5 separate regions of the Mus musculus genome follow, and all the other regions are linked to region 1. Evidence: chromatin contacts called from public Micro-C and promoter capture Hi-C data. All regions are on one chromosome and are shown on one strand. Each heading gives the region's core, a stretch centred on a gene start, on an enhancer-like site or on the middle of the called end of the contact. The rest is flanking DNA. Distances are from core to core; before and after follow the strand shown. Region 1 holds the start of Tmem158 (transmembrane protein 158). Region 2 holds the start of Lztfl1 (leucine zipper transcription factor-like 1). Region 3 holds the start of Tcaim (T cell activation inhibitor, mitochondrial). Region 4 holds the start of Slc6a20a (solute carrier family 6 (neurotransmitter transporter), member 20A). Region 5 holds the start of Slc6a20b (solute carrier family 6 (neurotransmitter transporter), member 20B).

Region 1 (2,723 bases), core at 81-2,580:
CATGGCTTTAGTCCCAGAACTCAAGAAGCAGGGGCAAGTGGATCTCTGAGAGTTTGAGGCCGGTCTGGTCTACATAATAAGTTCCAGGACAGCTAAAGCTACGAAGTGAAACCTTGACTCAAAAGAAAGAGCAGGAGAAAGAATGAAAGAGAGAGAGAGAACTATTTAGAGAAATATATTTAGCACTTTGTACCCAGCAATGGCTGTCATCCTGTCCTTCACAGGCCCTTGGGAAAGCTTAGCTGGCTTAGAGGGAGGGTCACTCTTAGATTTACAGAGCACAACTGTTTCAAGCCATTTTAGGGGTCAGTTGACATTAGTTTCCAAGTGTGAGGCCAGAAAACAAGGGAAGTGCAGTTTGCTCCTTTTTGTGATGGGGATTGAACCCTGGGCTTGCTAGGACACTAGGAAAGCACCCTTCCAACTGAGCTGCCTCTTCTTCCCAAGAACGTTTTTTGTTCTTTACAGAAAGCATCTTTCTGTGTAGCCCAGGCTGTCCTCAAACTCATAATTCTCCTCACCACCTTAGTACTGGATTTTGTTTATTTGAGACAGGTTTTCAGGTAGCCCAGGCTGGCCTCTCCAAGGAACTTGGACTCTGGATTCTCACTTGGGATTACAGACTTGTACCATCAAGCTCAGGACTCAGGTAGGCTTCTTAATATAAATTGTATCCTATTAAATTACTCTTGACAACTCCACCTCTCCACAATATACATCCCGGAAGACTGATATTCATGGACTCTAACATACAAATTTTTTGTGTCTATGTGCACACTAGACTGCAGGTGTCCTCAAGCATCCGACCTGTGGGATTTGCATTCCCATTGCCCCAACCAACACCAAAACTTCAGAATTTTGAGGATTTTTTTATGAGTTCTCTTCCTGTAAAACAAAACAACGAAACAAAAACAAAACAAAAAACAAAACAACAACAACAACAAAAAAACCCATATGTATCTATTGTGGTGAAGACACATTAAAACCAGCCAGACTCCAGATCTGAATTTCTGAACTCAGCAGAAAGGTACAAGAGTCCTGTCTCTGGCTCCTGAGGTAGCCCGGAGACTTTCTCCCTTCTTAGTTTCTCCTAAGCAGAAAGGAGGTACTGATTAGCTCTCCTGGGGGCGTGACAGAGGGACTGTCTGGGCTCCGGGACTCGCTCTGGGCTTCCCGCCCTCGGGGGTCCCCTCGCTCCGCCTCCACGCACCGCCCTGTCGCTCAGGTCTTCAGTTCCCGCCCCTGCGAGTGGAGCCCCGCCCTCCCAATTCCCCGCACCCGGTGAGCCGGGGGCGGGGCGCGCGGAAGGCGGAGCCGAGCAGGGGAATCCTCTCTCGTTTCGCCGCGAGCCAGCAGAGCCTCCTGGCCGTCCAAGGGCCCCAGCTCTGGGGGCAGCGGAACCTCGACGAGCGGAGTCTGAAGAGGCCATCGCGGCCCGTGAGCCGGTGTCGTCCCAATACACTGGCAGAGTTCCGCCTCGGCCTTCCAGGCCCCGCGGTTCCCTCACCGGACGGTCGCCTGCGCGCCATGCAGCCGCCGCCTGCCCCGCGCGCGTAGGCGCTCGCCACAGGCCATGCTGCCCCTTCTCGCCGCGCTACTGGCCGCCGCCTGCCAGCTGCCGCCGGCGCACGGCGGGGCCACGGATGCGCCCGGCCTTGCAGGGACGCCCCCAAACGCCTCGGCCAATGCGTCCTTCACCAACGAACACTCCACCCCGCGTCTGCTGGCATCGGCGGCATCGGCGCCCCCAGAGCGCGCGGGCCCAGAGGAGGCTCCGGCGGCGCCCTGCAACATCAGCGTGCAACGACAGATGCTGAGCTCGCTGCTCGTGCGCTGGGGCCGCCCGCGGGGCTTGCAGTGCGACCTGCTGCTCTTCTCTACCAACGCGCACGGCCGCGCCTTCTTCGCCGCCGCCTTCCACCGCGTCGGGCCACCACTGCTCATCGAGCATCTGGGGCTGGCGGCGGGCGGCGCGCAGCAAGACCTGCGCCTGTGCGTGGGCTGCGGCTGGGTGCGCGGCCGCCTGCGGGCTCCCGCCGGGGCTCCCACCGCGCTGCCTGCCTACCCGGCGGCCGAGCCGGGGCCGCTGTGGCTGCAGGGCGAGCCTCGTCACTTCTGCTGCCTGGACTTCAGCCTGGAGGAGCTGCAGGGCGAGCCGGGCTGGCGGCTGAACCGCAAGCCCATCGAGTCTACGCTGGTGGCCTGCTTCATGACCCTGGTCATCGTGGTGTGGAGCGTGGCCGCCCTCATCTGGCCGGTGCCCATCATTGCCGGCTTCCTGCCCAACGGCATGGAGCAGCGCCGGACCACCGCCGGCGCCCCCGCGGCCGCTCCTGCAGCCGTACCCGCGGGGACTACCGCCGCTGCCGCCGCCGCTGCTGCAGCTGCTGCTGCTGCTGCCGCGGCTGTCACCTCGGGGGTGGCTCCTAAGTGACCCCCTCCGCCCCGCGTCCGCGCTGTGTAAGCGCTCGCACGCGCCTTCCTCACCGGAGACGGGGCAGGTGCGCTTCGTGCTGTCCTTATTGTTCATCCTTTTCCCGGGAGGGGACCGCAGAGAGGCACAAATGAGGTGGGAAAGTGGGGTTTGTGCTGAGGTTCTGGTTCGGAAGAGCAGGGGCAAGCTCTCGGGCTGAAGGGTGGGATCCACGCGTGGCTCGAGGACACAAGGGAAACCGGCTCTTTCCCCTGCGGCACCCCCTCCCTGCGCCCACATGCCCTTTATT
Region 2 (2,723 bases), core at 163-2,662, 460 kb before region 1:
ATACCCACCCACCCCCACCCCTACCCACCCACTCCCCCTTTTTGGCCCTGGCGTTCCCCTGTACTGGGGCATATAAAGTTTGCAAGTCCAATGGGCCTCTCTTTGCAGTGATGGCCGACTAGGCCATCTTCTGCTACATATGCAGCTAGAGACAAGAGCTCCGGGGTACTGGTTAGTTCATATTGTTGTTCCACCTATAGGGTTGCAGTTCCCTTTAGTTCCTTGGGTGCTTTCTCTAGTTCCTCCATTGGGGGCCCTGTGGTCCATTCAATAGCTGACTGTGAGCATCCACTTCTGTGTTTGCTATGCCCGACCTAAAGCTGTACTACAGAGCAATTGTGATAAAAACTGCATGGTACTGGTATAGCGACAGACAAGTAGACCAATGGAACAGAATTGAAGACCCAGAGATGAACCCACACACCTATGGTCACTTGATCTTTGACAAGGGAGCTAAAACCATCCAGTGGAAAAAAGACAGCATTTTTCAACAAATGGTGCTGGCACAACTGGCTGTTATCATGTAGAAGATTGCGAATTGATCCATTCCTATCTCCTTGTACTAAGGTCAAATCTAAGTGGATCAAGGAACTTCACATAAAACCAGAGACAGTGAAACTTATAGAGGAGAAAGTAGGGAAAAGCCTCGAAGATATGGGTACAGGGGAAAAATTCCTGAATAGAACAGCAGTGGCTTGCGCTGTAAGATCGAGAATCAATAAATAGGACCTCATAAAATTGCAAAGCTTCTGCAAGGCAAAAGACACCGTCAATAAGACAAAAAGATCACCAACAGATTTGGAAAGGATCTTTACCTATCCCAAAACTTGAAGATTCTAATGACTCAAGTTAGACTTCATAAGTGAAAACTTCCGCCAGGGAGATCAGGACGTTATTCCACAACCTTCTCCTGGCGAATCTAGTGTTTGTCTCTCTAATTCACTACTCTATATAAACCTATGTTTTTGCACATTTTTTTTCCAAAAAGGTAAAGTTATTCTCTTCTGCCAGCGTTATAAAACAATGCAGATGGAGGAAGGGCGTGCACCAGGGCCAGCATGAGCTTGATAGCCGGATGCAGTCACGCTGAAGCCCTGTTCACTCAGCCTGTTCTTCTCAGAGGTCTGGAACCACCAGCTCTGGATCCCGGTGCCAAAGCCCAACTTCTGTCCTGATTGTAGGCAAACACGCTGGCACCTAAGGCGCTGCTCAGCTCCCCCCCCCCACCCCCGACCGGAAATTTCTCTGTTGCCATTGGCAACGGCAGGCACCGCCCCAGGTTAGCGTGGCAAGAAAAGGTGGGACTTCCGGATCTCAAAGCCAATGTACCCGCGGAAATTAGCCAGTTACGCAACATCATCCGTCACGTGACACTGAGAGCCAATGATAGCGTGCAAGCGAGGGCCCACGTGTCTCCGTTCCCATTGGCAACGCGCGGCTTCTAAACAACCTCCGTTCCTCAGGCCCCGGTGCCGGCCTCCCTGTTTCCTGTCGGATCCGCCGCCACCATGGTGAGTGTCCTGGTCGGGAGAGGCCCAGCCGGGGTGCGGAGGGCGAGCGAGCGAGCGAGCGAGCGGGGCCTCGCCGGGGAGGGAGTCACGTCGGCCGAGCCGCGGGGACAGCTTCTTGCTGAAGCCTTCCTCCGGCCTTGTCGCCTCGTCCTTGGCTGTGGTCTGGGAAGCCCTGGCCGACACAGCCGCACACATTTGCCAGGGTGAAGAATGACGGGCTGGTTCCAACTTTCTGTGTGAACTTGGTTGAATCTAATTTTCTGAAGCACCTGATTTTACAACTGACTAATTATCGGTGCTGTTTTCTTTGTTTGGACGTCTGACGACCATTTGGGTATTAGAGTTCGGGCTTACTTTGAGACAGATAAAACTGAAGCGAAAACGCCAGTCCATCCAACCTTTCATCGTACAATTAATTTAAATAGCTGGGCATAGAGAAGTTATTGAAAGTGAAGCTCAAGTGGGTTGCTGACATATCCCAGCAATCAATTCCTAGTAAGTGTCACTTTGTATACATCTAAACAAAACAGACCATTTCTTAAACCATCCTGAGCTAGGAACTGGTCCTGCTTCTGATGTCAAAAACGAAAAAAAAAAAAAAATTACGCTAGTGGCTTCACAAAAAAGTTAGTACTTGTTTGTGTTCTTACTCTTTTATGTCATTGTGATAACACTTGGAAACCGGGTGTAGATGATTTGTCAAACAATGCACATAAAATAAACACTTTAAGCAATAAGCTCACTCTTTTTTAAAAAAAATTATCCTTTAAAGATTTTATACATTCATACAATGTATTTTAAATCCCCTAGCATCTTCCAGAATTATTGTTTACTTCCTGTCCTGTTTTTTTTAAGCCTACCTAGTCCAATTTATGCTGCACATATACTCATGTGTGTGGGACCATCACCTTCCTTGGGCCACACTCTTAAAAGAAACTGTCTCTCTGCCCTTCATAAATCTTCAGCCGTCAGTAACTGCTCAGCTAGAAGTGCGATCTCATAAACCCCTCCCCGTCTCTGTGCTGGATTGTTGATTGGCACCTTTGTGCAGGTGACCACAGTTGTGAGTTTCTAGGCCAGCAGTTCTGTCATGTCTAGAAGACAGTTTTTGTTGTTGCTGTTTCAAGACAGGGTTTCTCTGTTTAGTCCTGTCTATATTGGAATCCTCTCTGTAGTCCAGCCTGACCTTGAACTCAGATTCACTTGCCTTTG
Region 3 (2,723 bases), core at 94-2,593, 460 kb after region 1:
AGACCATGCTGGCCTTGAACTCACAGAGATCCAACTGTCTCTGCCTCCTGTTGCCTCCCATTGCTGGGATTAATGACACTCCACCATCGCCTGGCTAGATAACAAATTCTTTAGCTTTCCTTTTGTATCTTGCTGGAGAGTTAAATCATAACTACAAACTCTACAGTTTCAAGAAGGATTCAGGCACTTCTGGCCCAGCCTGACCTAATATATACAGGCACTGGTGCTACTCCAAGGTCCAATTACACCCACTGAACCCTAAGATCTGGCACAAGAGAAAAAATTACGACAAAAACTCTTCGGACCTGCTGTTGCCCCCTCAAACCATTTTCATCTTATAGGTTAGTGTAGGGCATGTCTTCTGGGCCTTTCCATTATGAGGGATCAGGTTTTTCAGAGAGTACCCACTCTAGCACTGCAATTTCCCTGAGCTTAAAACTCCTTCATCAACACTAAGCCAAGGGATGGCAGGCATCTCCAGTTCCTTTTCAGTAGGCCATCTGTAGACAAATCTAACCAACCAACCAGCCAACCAAACTTTGACACCTTTTTAAAACTATATGAACTCCACATTAAATCTGGAATCTCCAATCGGTGGTCTCAAACTGATAAAATTCAGCCTGATCCTGTTTCCTTTTACCATTATCCTACAATCTTAAACCCATTCGCACACACACATTCCACAGATGTCTTGAATGAATTAGCACACTCCTTAAGCTCTTTAGTGGTGAAGTGCACTTGAGTAATCTACGCCTCAGACTCCCCTCTGAGAGTCTACTTAGCCATAAGTTTGATTACAGGTCTAGAGGTGAATGGACAGGTCCGCAACTTGGGGTGCAGCTCCTCCCAGGGCCCCACCAGCCTCAAGGCTCTCCCAGCAGCAGCCTAAACCCAGCTCCCATCTGACAGCCTCGCCTACGCCTCAGCACGCACAGGCCAAGGCCTGTGTGGCAAGTGTGGAGTCCCTGGGCAACTTTCGCTCTGCAGGGAGCTCCTGACAGGTCTGGCCCACTGTCTCAGAGGCCTGGGTTCGTGCTTGGACGCCCCGACACTTGGAGCCGGCAGGCCGCACGAACCATGCTCATTGGCTAAGGCGGACCGACCTTCCTCCTAGAACGCCTGCGCAAGGCCGGCAAGCGGCTCCCAGCCAGGACGTCGGCTCTCAGCGGCCTCCCACCCCGCTTCAAAGCGGTGTCCTTACCCCGCTATCTGCGGGTTTCCGAAGGCAGCTTCGGGAGACACAAGCCGGTTCTTCCGGCCGACTAGGTCTGAGGGAGAAAGATGATTGGCAGGCAGGTGGGAGGACGATAAGCAAAGGTAAAGGAGTAGCGGGAGGCAGGGGCGGGGCCAAAGCGCGCACGCGCAGCCCCTGGTGGGGAGGGGGGAAGGGGCGGAGCTATGCAAGGCGCTCTGGTGACGCAGTTCTTGCTGAGCAGCCGTTGGTAGTCTTGGTAGGCTTCCCAGATGCAGCTGAGTGTGAAAGATCCGGTTCCTCTGGCTTACATTTCCCACTTGACTTTTCCTCAATCTAATCTATTTGAGATAGTTTAATTATTTGGGACAGTGGCTCACACTGTAACCCACGCTGGCCTTGAACTTGCGGCAATTCTCCTGCTTCAGCCTCCTACGTGCTTTGATTACAGGCATGACACATCGCGACTCCTTACTAGGCTGTTTTTAAACGTTCAGTGTACTCAGCATGGGCTTTTTACTGCTTTATTGGACGTCTGTAACTGATCTCCAGACCTGCAAATGATGGAATATAAACTGCTTTTCGCTTTGCTACCTCTTGGCTTGGTCAACCAGCAAGAAGCCATCCCACCCCTTCTCTCAGATCTTCATTCTCCTGAAGACGACCTTGCGGCCCACATCGTGTCCTTTGTCTGCAGGAGCATAGTTTACAATTGCCCACCTGTCTCTGAGGCAGTGTGTGCGCCACATGTCACGCAAGCTTAAGAGTGCTGGGACTCAATTTTCCTGCCCTTGTGAGACTGTAGATTTAAGGACACTGCCTCTACCCATTTTGAGAACTCCTTTAAATACTTGTCCCATTTATTACCCTATTTAGGGCTTTTCCCCTCTAGACGACTTGAATTTGTGGCGTACAGTACTATTTAGAGTGAGGACTATGTTAAAGAGAATAGGCTACAGATACTGAAGGTGGTTTCTGAAGGAGTTTTTGTTTTTTGTTTTGAGACGGGATTTCTCCGTGTAGTCCTGTAGACAAGGCTGGCCTTGAAGAGAGATCTGCTGGCCTCTGCCTCCTGAGTGCTGGGATCAAAGGCATGGGCCACCACCACCTGACAACTTCTGAAGTTTTAACTTCTTAGTGTTTTGGGACAATCCTTGTTAGATATTTATATTTTGGCACATTTGTTTAAAATATTTTCATTAGCAATGTCCTTAGTCACATATTATCATAAAGCATACAGTACTGTGCTGCCAGGTCGACCAACAGATGAAAGTGTTTGCTATCAGACCCTCCAGCCTGACCACTGTGGTTTGATTACCGTAACTAGATGGAGGTGGAAGGAAAGAACAGATTCCAAAAACGCTGTCCTGCAAAAATCCACATGGATGTGTGCTCCTCCCACAACGTACACGTAATAGTCATATGAGACCCACTGAAAGGGAGCTGTTAGGAGGGTAACTTAGACATTTGGTGGGGTGCCCTGGATCTTTGTGTTTTCAGTCTGTGCTGCTGCTTTATGTTAACTTCACAC
Region 4 (2,723 bases), core at 146-2,645, 420 kb before region 1:
TGCCTGGGAAGTCAAAGGGTAAATTGAACCATCAGCACAAAGTCACAAATCTAGACAGAACTTTAAAAACAGAATGGCAGTGCCAGCAAGATGGTAAGACCACTTGCTCTGACCTCTGACCTCCACTCATGCCATGGCACCTGGTCCCAATAAATGCTTGTTTTTGTTTTGCTTTGTTAAAACAAAAAACAGTCTGTGGAATGACAGTAAAGATGCAGAGCAGCTGGGATTAATGAGAATGTGAACTGATATTTTTTGATGCCGCACATAGTCCCAAAGTTCCTAATAGTCCATCTACCTGCCATATTAGAATGTTCACTTTGGTTCTATTCATAGTAGCCACAAACTGGACAACACAAATGTCCACCAACAAGACTGGAACTAGACATAGGAGGATGCAGGAAATATATATATTTAGTATATATATATATACTAAAGCTTAAGAATCTAGAGTTTCTTCCACTGTGTTGTGACTTTGCTTTCTTTACTGTTTTAAGGTTAAAAGTCCTAGGATAGGTTGGGGCAGATTTTTTTTCTATTACAGATGAAACAAGGTCAAAGATGTTAAATGGCTTGCCAAGTCACAGAATTTAGTCTGTGGTGGAATATAGACGCAAACAACAGATCCTGCATCACTGTACCAAACTTTACTGAGTTAGGTTCATTTATATCTTCTTGTTGGACTGGCAAAAACATGAGAATTCTTGGGTTTCCACCTGGCCCAGGGAAGAGAATCTCTGACTCCCATTGGCCTCAAGGCAGCTGTTCAAAACCTGATTCTGCCCACACTACAGGTGCAGGCAAGGGCCGGTAGTTGGAGACCCTTAAGTCTCCCATGTGTGCTAGGATCAAACTCAGGGTCTCAGAAGTGCTAGGAGAGTGATCTGCCTCTGAATCTCCACACCCACCCTCTCTGTGCAAAAGTCATCTCTCCTCTGGGAAGTCCTGGATCCCTGTCTGTCTCTAGGACTTGTCTCTCTCTCTGCTTTACCTAAATTGCCCCTGCATCACCGACTTAGGTGAACTGGGTGGTATTAATTAAAGGAAATTACCCCAGTGGGTCAAAAGAAGTTAAGAACGAGTCACTCCGTGGTATTTAAATGTTCCCGCCACCTGAATGTGAGCCCTGGAGGGGTGGGGTTGCTGTGTCTTCCCGCAGCACAGCAGTGCCAGGCATATAGTATTGTCATCGATTAATCAGTAAGAAGTTGAGGAAACATGATCCTTTCCCCGAGCTCTGAAGTCCACACGCAGGGCCAAGGAGGGGCGCCTTCCCCGCCCGCCGAGGCTAGGGTGGGGCTCACCGTTCCCCACTCACCGGCCTCGCCCCGCGCGCGCGTTAATGAGATTAGCAATTAAAAGGCGGGCGAGCGGCGGCGGCCAGAGACCAGGCCCTGACGGGGAGCAGCGAGCTCGGGACATGGAGAAGGCACGGCCTCAGTGGGGCCATCCGCTGCAGTTCGTGTTCGCCTGCATCTCCTACGCCGTGGGTTTGGGCAACGTGTGGCGCTTCCCTTACCTGTGCCAGATGTACGGCGGAGGTGAGTGCGCACAGGCGGGACCGCCGGGTGCCTGGACGCCGAGCGGCGGTGGCATTCCGGCCCGCGAGCCTCCGCTCGGGGTGGCGTTCTGTCCCGAACACCCCAGCTCGGCCAAGTGTTCGGTCCCACGCGCTTCAAGTTCAAGGGCGGGTGGCCCCTGTAACCGAGAACGCCGCGGCGCGGGGACTGTCGCCCTAAGAAATTGACCCTCGCGGTCCCGAGTCCGAACTGTGGCTCCAGCAGGTGCAGGGCGGCGCCGGCGGGGAACCTGCTGTCCCGGGAGGAAAGGTGCGGTGCCGTCTACAGAGGTGTGAAAGAGGACACTAAATTGTTTATCAGGAACTTGTCGTGCAACTTGCAGTTCCGAAATTTAAGTTCCCGACCGCAAGTTGAAACACCAGTCAAACGGATCGTGAGCGATTTCTTTTACTTTTTCTTAATAAAAAGGATCGGTTTGTAGATGTGAAGACTTAGTTTGGGCTTGGAATCACAGGAGGGAAAAACAAATAATTCCGTGCCCGGAGAATTAGTTTCTTGGTTCTGCTGTTTTGTTTTTATAAATGTTTCCTCTGACCTAGGGGAGAAACTGGGGGTTAAGGGTGGGACAGACACCTCACCCTGCACCCGCTAAAGCAGGGAAAAGAGCTGAGAACTCTGGGACTGGGACTTTCCGAAGTCCAAGTACCGTTCTGGGGTCAGTATGGCATGAAGGAAGTAAGTCTCAGCATAAAAACCTCCCTCTTCAATTCCATTTTCTAAAACCTCATCTAAAGGAAAACGCAGCATATGAACAGAGACAGAAAATAGCATGGCTACCGCCTTTAATAAGATCAAAATGTGAGAAACTTGCTAAGCCATTCAGAAAAAAAAAAAATATTGGTTCAGTAAGTTGTGGAACATCCTTGGCAGCCATAAAGGTAAAGTTTTAATAGAATTTTATCTTAATAGTGTTATCATGTGATAAGTGGAGGCAGGTGAAGTCATATTCAAAACTGTAAAACATTTTTAAGCACTTGTGCTTAAAACCATTCAGAGAAAAGGAAAATGAAAAAAAAATTTCAAGTGTTATCAATAGTTTTCTGGGTGGCTCTTATTTACCTAACAGCATGTTTGTGTATACATGGGAGGAGAGATCTAATAGCATGTGTTTGTGTATGGGTGGAGAGAAAGCTAATCAGCACA
Region 5 (2,723 bases), core at 151-2,650, 370 kb before region 1:
ATAAACAGGAAGATCATTGTTAAGGTCATTGTTAAAAACATAATTATCCATACAATAGCTATAGAATATACATTCTCATCAGCACATTGAACTTCCTCTGAATAGACCATATCTTACTTAAGGCACAAAACAAATATCAAATAATATAATTGTAATTAGGAGTCAACATGAACCAGGTGTGGTAATATATACCGATAACCCCACCTATTTGAGAGGCTGAAGCAGGAAGACTGAAGACCTAGCCTAAGCAAGTAACTTAGCAAACCTCCATCTCAAAATGGAGGTTGAAGCAATGGCTCCATTAAAACAACAACAACAACCAACAGTTCTCTGGCTGTTCTTGCAGAGAACCTGGGTTCAGTTTCCAAACTGCGGTTCACAACAATCCATATTACCAGTTCCAGATATATGTGCATACACATATTTGTATATATTCATGTATATATGAATGATAGATAGAGGTATAGCTATACACAAGTATGAAGGCAAAACACAAAACAAAAATAACTTAAAAAAAAAAAAAGAAGAAGACGCCTGCAACACCAACAACATCAAAATAAAAATTAAAAAAAGTTCTCAAGGCTTTGCAAGCAGAACCAAGGAGTTTGGACTTTCTCATATGGGGAAACTAGAGACTTTGATAATTAACAGTGCACTCACCAGGATGAGCAAATGATTGAAAATTGCATAACCTTCTTAGTAGAATAAGACTATAGAACCCTGCCCACAGCTGTACCCACTTTCTCTCCTTTGTCCAGAGTTCAAGTGACACAGTTTGATGGTCTTTTGTATCCTGTTTCTGGTAGGTACAGTGAAGTTCCCATCCATACGCAGTCATCCATTAGCCAAGGCAGCTTCCTGGGACCACTCAGGTGGGGTTAAGCTGGACTGAATCATCTGTGCGGGGTATCTGGACACCCCAGAGAACTGAGCTTCGTCCCCTTTGCTTCTTAGATACAGTTATCACTGAGGCCCAAGCGATACGTAAATTACAAATCAGACACAATGCTCAGCTCACTGTCTGATACTTGCTACCCTTTACCTGTCAGTTATGCAACTGAGAATCTCTGTCGTTGTGTGTGTAAGGTGGGAACCCAAGATAATGGCATCCTGTTTCACTTAATGGATTTTATTGGTAGCTCAGGATGCACCATAGTGGGAGTGTTTGTACTAGAAAAATTGATAAGTACATAGATCAGAGTTTTTCTGCAGTCTGTAGCTAAACATTTAGCTAAACATTTTCCAGCTCACCACCAGCCTCCAACAGATACAACCAAATTTGTGAATTGTTTTGCAGACACCCTTAACAGCAAGAGGAGCCCAGAAATCCTGAAGTTTGAGAGACAAAGGACACAGAAAGGAATGTGGCCAAAGGTTAGTGGGAGGATCTAAACTGGCCACCTGTGAGGTTGAGGCAGCGAGGGAAGCACTGGTCAAGAAGGGAACCAACACAGAATTGGGGTCGAAAGCTGATTCCAGAGTCCTGGAAAGAAACAGTAGAAAACACAGGGGTTTGGGGGTGGGGCGCGGAAGAGGGCACAGGTGTTGCTCATTCTACAGTGAGAGTTGTCTCAGAAGATGGAATCACCTTCAGCACATGCGGTCTCCCTGCCAGAGGATGAGGAGCTCCAGCCCTGGGGAGGCGCTGGAGGACCTGGTCAGCACCCAGGAAGACCGAGGTCAACAGAGTGTGCCCACCCTGGGGTTGTGGAGAAGGTGCGGCCAAAGTGGGACAACCCCCTGCAGTTCCTACTTGTCTGTATCTCCTATGCTGTGGGCCTGGGCAATGTATGGCGCTTCCCCTACCTGTGCCAGATGTATGGCGGAGGTGAGTACAATGGGCAGGTGCAGCATGTCTGCCTGACTGAGTGCTTCACATCTCAAACTTTCACCTTCCTGGGATCTGGATGAATTATAGGTCTGCTGGATGTCCTCTCCAAATTGCTGACCCAAGCCCCGCACAGAGGGAAGGTTTGGCCTGTGCATCCGTGGACAGTGCTTTTGTTCTGCTATCTAAAACATCTTCAGCTAATTTGAAGTCATGAAGGTTTTCTCTGTTCCTCTTCTAACTCTTTAACCTCTGGGTTGTTCATGTGGAACTATGATCTACTTCCTTTCTTCCTCTTCTGTGCATGAACTGTGATACCAACTAAGTAAGGCTCTTTTGATTCAGTTGTATTGTTTTGACAAAAGGACTGCAGAGCTTATCTGCTTAAATTGAATTATTGAGGTTTGAAGAAGTGATGGAAATGATTGCCACGCACAGGTAAAGGTGACCACACTGCTACCTTGGTATGAGCTTTGAGTTTTCTTTTGGCCCTAGCTAGCAGATAAGCATCCAGGCTCTGTCACAGAGACAAGATGACCAAGGGCCACACCAGATTTGATGTGGTTACTGCTTGATACTTTGGGTTAAAATTGGACTATCTTATGACCTTTGAGTGTTAGAGCATTAACTCCAAACATCTGTGGAAATATGGCCTCTGCTGTAAAGTGTCTCCAGAGAATAAATCACACAGGCCTCAGCCTCCTTTGACATCAAGTTGGTAAAGGGTAAAAACTCAGCCTTTTCAGAGCAAGGGGATTTTGAGAAGCCTCCTGAATGAGAAGGCGGTGCACGGACCCTGCTTGCACACAAGGACAAGCTGGGGTCAGGCTCTGACCATTAATGTGGGTATGTGCTGTCCCCTGCCAACACTTTCACTCTTCCCTCCTTCATGTGG

The links. Promoter capture Hi-C pulls out the DNA fragments that hold promoters and counts their contacts. Hi-C and Micro-C count contacts between places; a contact is called where the count stands out from the background. Capture Hi-C pulls out chosen DNA fragments and counts their contacts.
Region 2: a contact with region 1 is called in a Micro-C map of embryonic stem cells, with 6 times the contacts expected there. The contact joins the promoter of Lztfl1 here to the promoter of Tmem158 in region 1. A contact is called at or near these places in 8 of 39 promoter capture datasets (the 3T3-L1 cell line, the HPC-7 cell line, cranial neural crest and 4 more), 1 of 15 datasets of contacts at CTCF or cohesin (embryonic stem cells), 5 of 484 Hi-C or Micro-C datasets (embryonic stem cells, muscle stem cells and uterus), 2 of 115 datasets of contacts at active chromatin or transcription factors (embryonic stem cells and stem cell-derived neural progenitor cells) and 1 of 9 other capture datasets (pancreatic islet).
Region 3: a promoter capture Hi-C map of adipose tissue shows a contact between it and region 1, with 4 times the contacts expected there. The contact joins the promoter of Tcaim here to the promoter of Tmem158 in region 1. A contact is called at or near these places in 10 of 39 promoter capture datasets (the 3T3-L1 cell line, 3T3-L1-derived adipocytes, the HPC-7 cell line and 5 more) and 2 of 9 other capture datasets (adipose tissue and liver).
Region 4: a contact with region 1 is called in a promoter capture Hi-C map of embryonic stem cells, with 4 times the contacts expected there. The contact joins the promoter of Slc6a20a here to the promoter of Tmem158 in region 1. A contact is called at or near these places in 6 of 39 promoter capture datasets (the C10 cell line, the HPC-7 cell line, cranial neural crest and 3 more), 4 of 115 datasets of contacts at active chromatin or transcription factors (bone marrow-derived macrophages, embryonic stem cells and stem cell-derived neural progenitor cells) and 1 of 9 other capture datasets (pancreatic islet).
Region 5: a contact with region 1 is called in a promoter capture Hi-C map of embryonic stem cells, with 3 times the contacts expected there. The contact joins the promoter of Slc6a20b here to the promoter of Tmem158 in region 1. A contact is called at or near these places in 5 of 39 promoter capture datasets (the 3T3-L1 cell line, embryonic stem cells, liver and 2 more) and 1 of 9 other capture datasets (macrophages).

What each region holds. Positions count from the first base shown.
Region 1 is chr9:123,259,396-123,262,118 of GRCm38.p6, reverse strand. Tmem158 (transmembrane protein 158) reads left to right here and starts at 1,330. Exons shown (of 1, transcript NM_001002267.2): 1 at 1,330-2,723. The coding sequence starts at 1,574. The coding sequence ends at 2,434.
Region 2 is chr9:123,716,314-123,719,036 of GRCm38.p6, reverse strand. It overlaps Lztfl1 (leucine zipper transcription factor-like 1), which reads left to right and starts at 1,412. Exons shown (of 10, transcript NM_033322.3): 1 at 1,412-1,511. The coding sequence starts at 1,509.
Region 3 is chr9:122,804,167-122,806,889 of GRCm38.p6, reverse strand. Tcaim (T cell activation inhibitor, mitochondrial) reads right to left here and starts at 1,343. Exons shown (of 11, transcript NM_001013405.2): 1 at 1,202-1,343.
Region 4 is chr9:123,677,504-123,680,226 of GRCm38.p6, reverse strand. Slc6a20a (solute carrier family 6 (neurotransmitter transporter), member 20A) reads left to right here and starts at 1,395. Exons shown (of 11, transcript NM_139142.2): 1 at 1,395-1,541. The coding sequence starts at 1,421.
Region 5 is chr9:123,631,215-123,633,937 of GRCm38.p6, reverse strand. Slc6a20b (solute carrier family 6 (neurotransmitter transporter), member 20B) reads left to right here and starts at 1,400. Exons shown (of 11, transcript NM_011731.4): 1 at 1,400-1,828. The coding sequence starts at 1,579.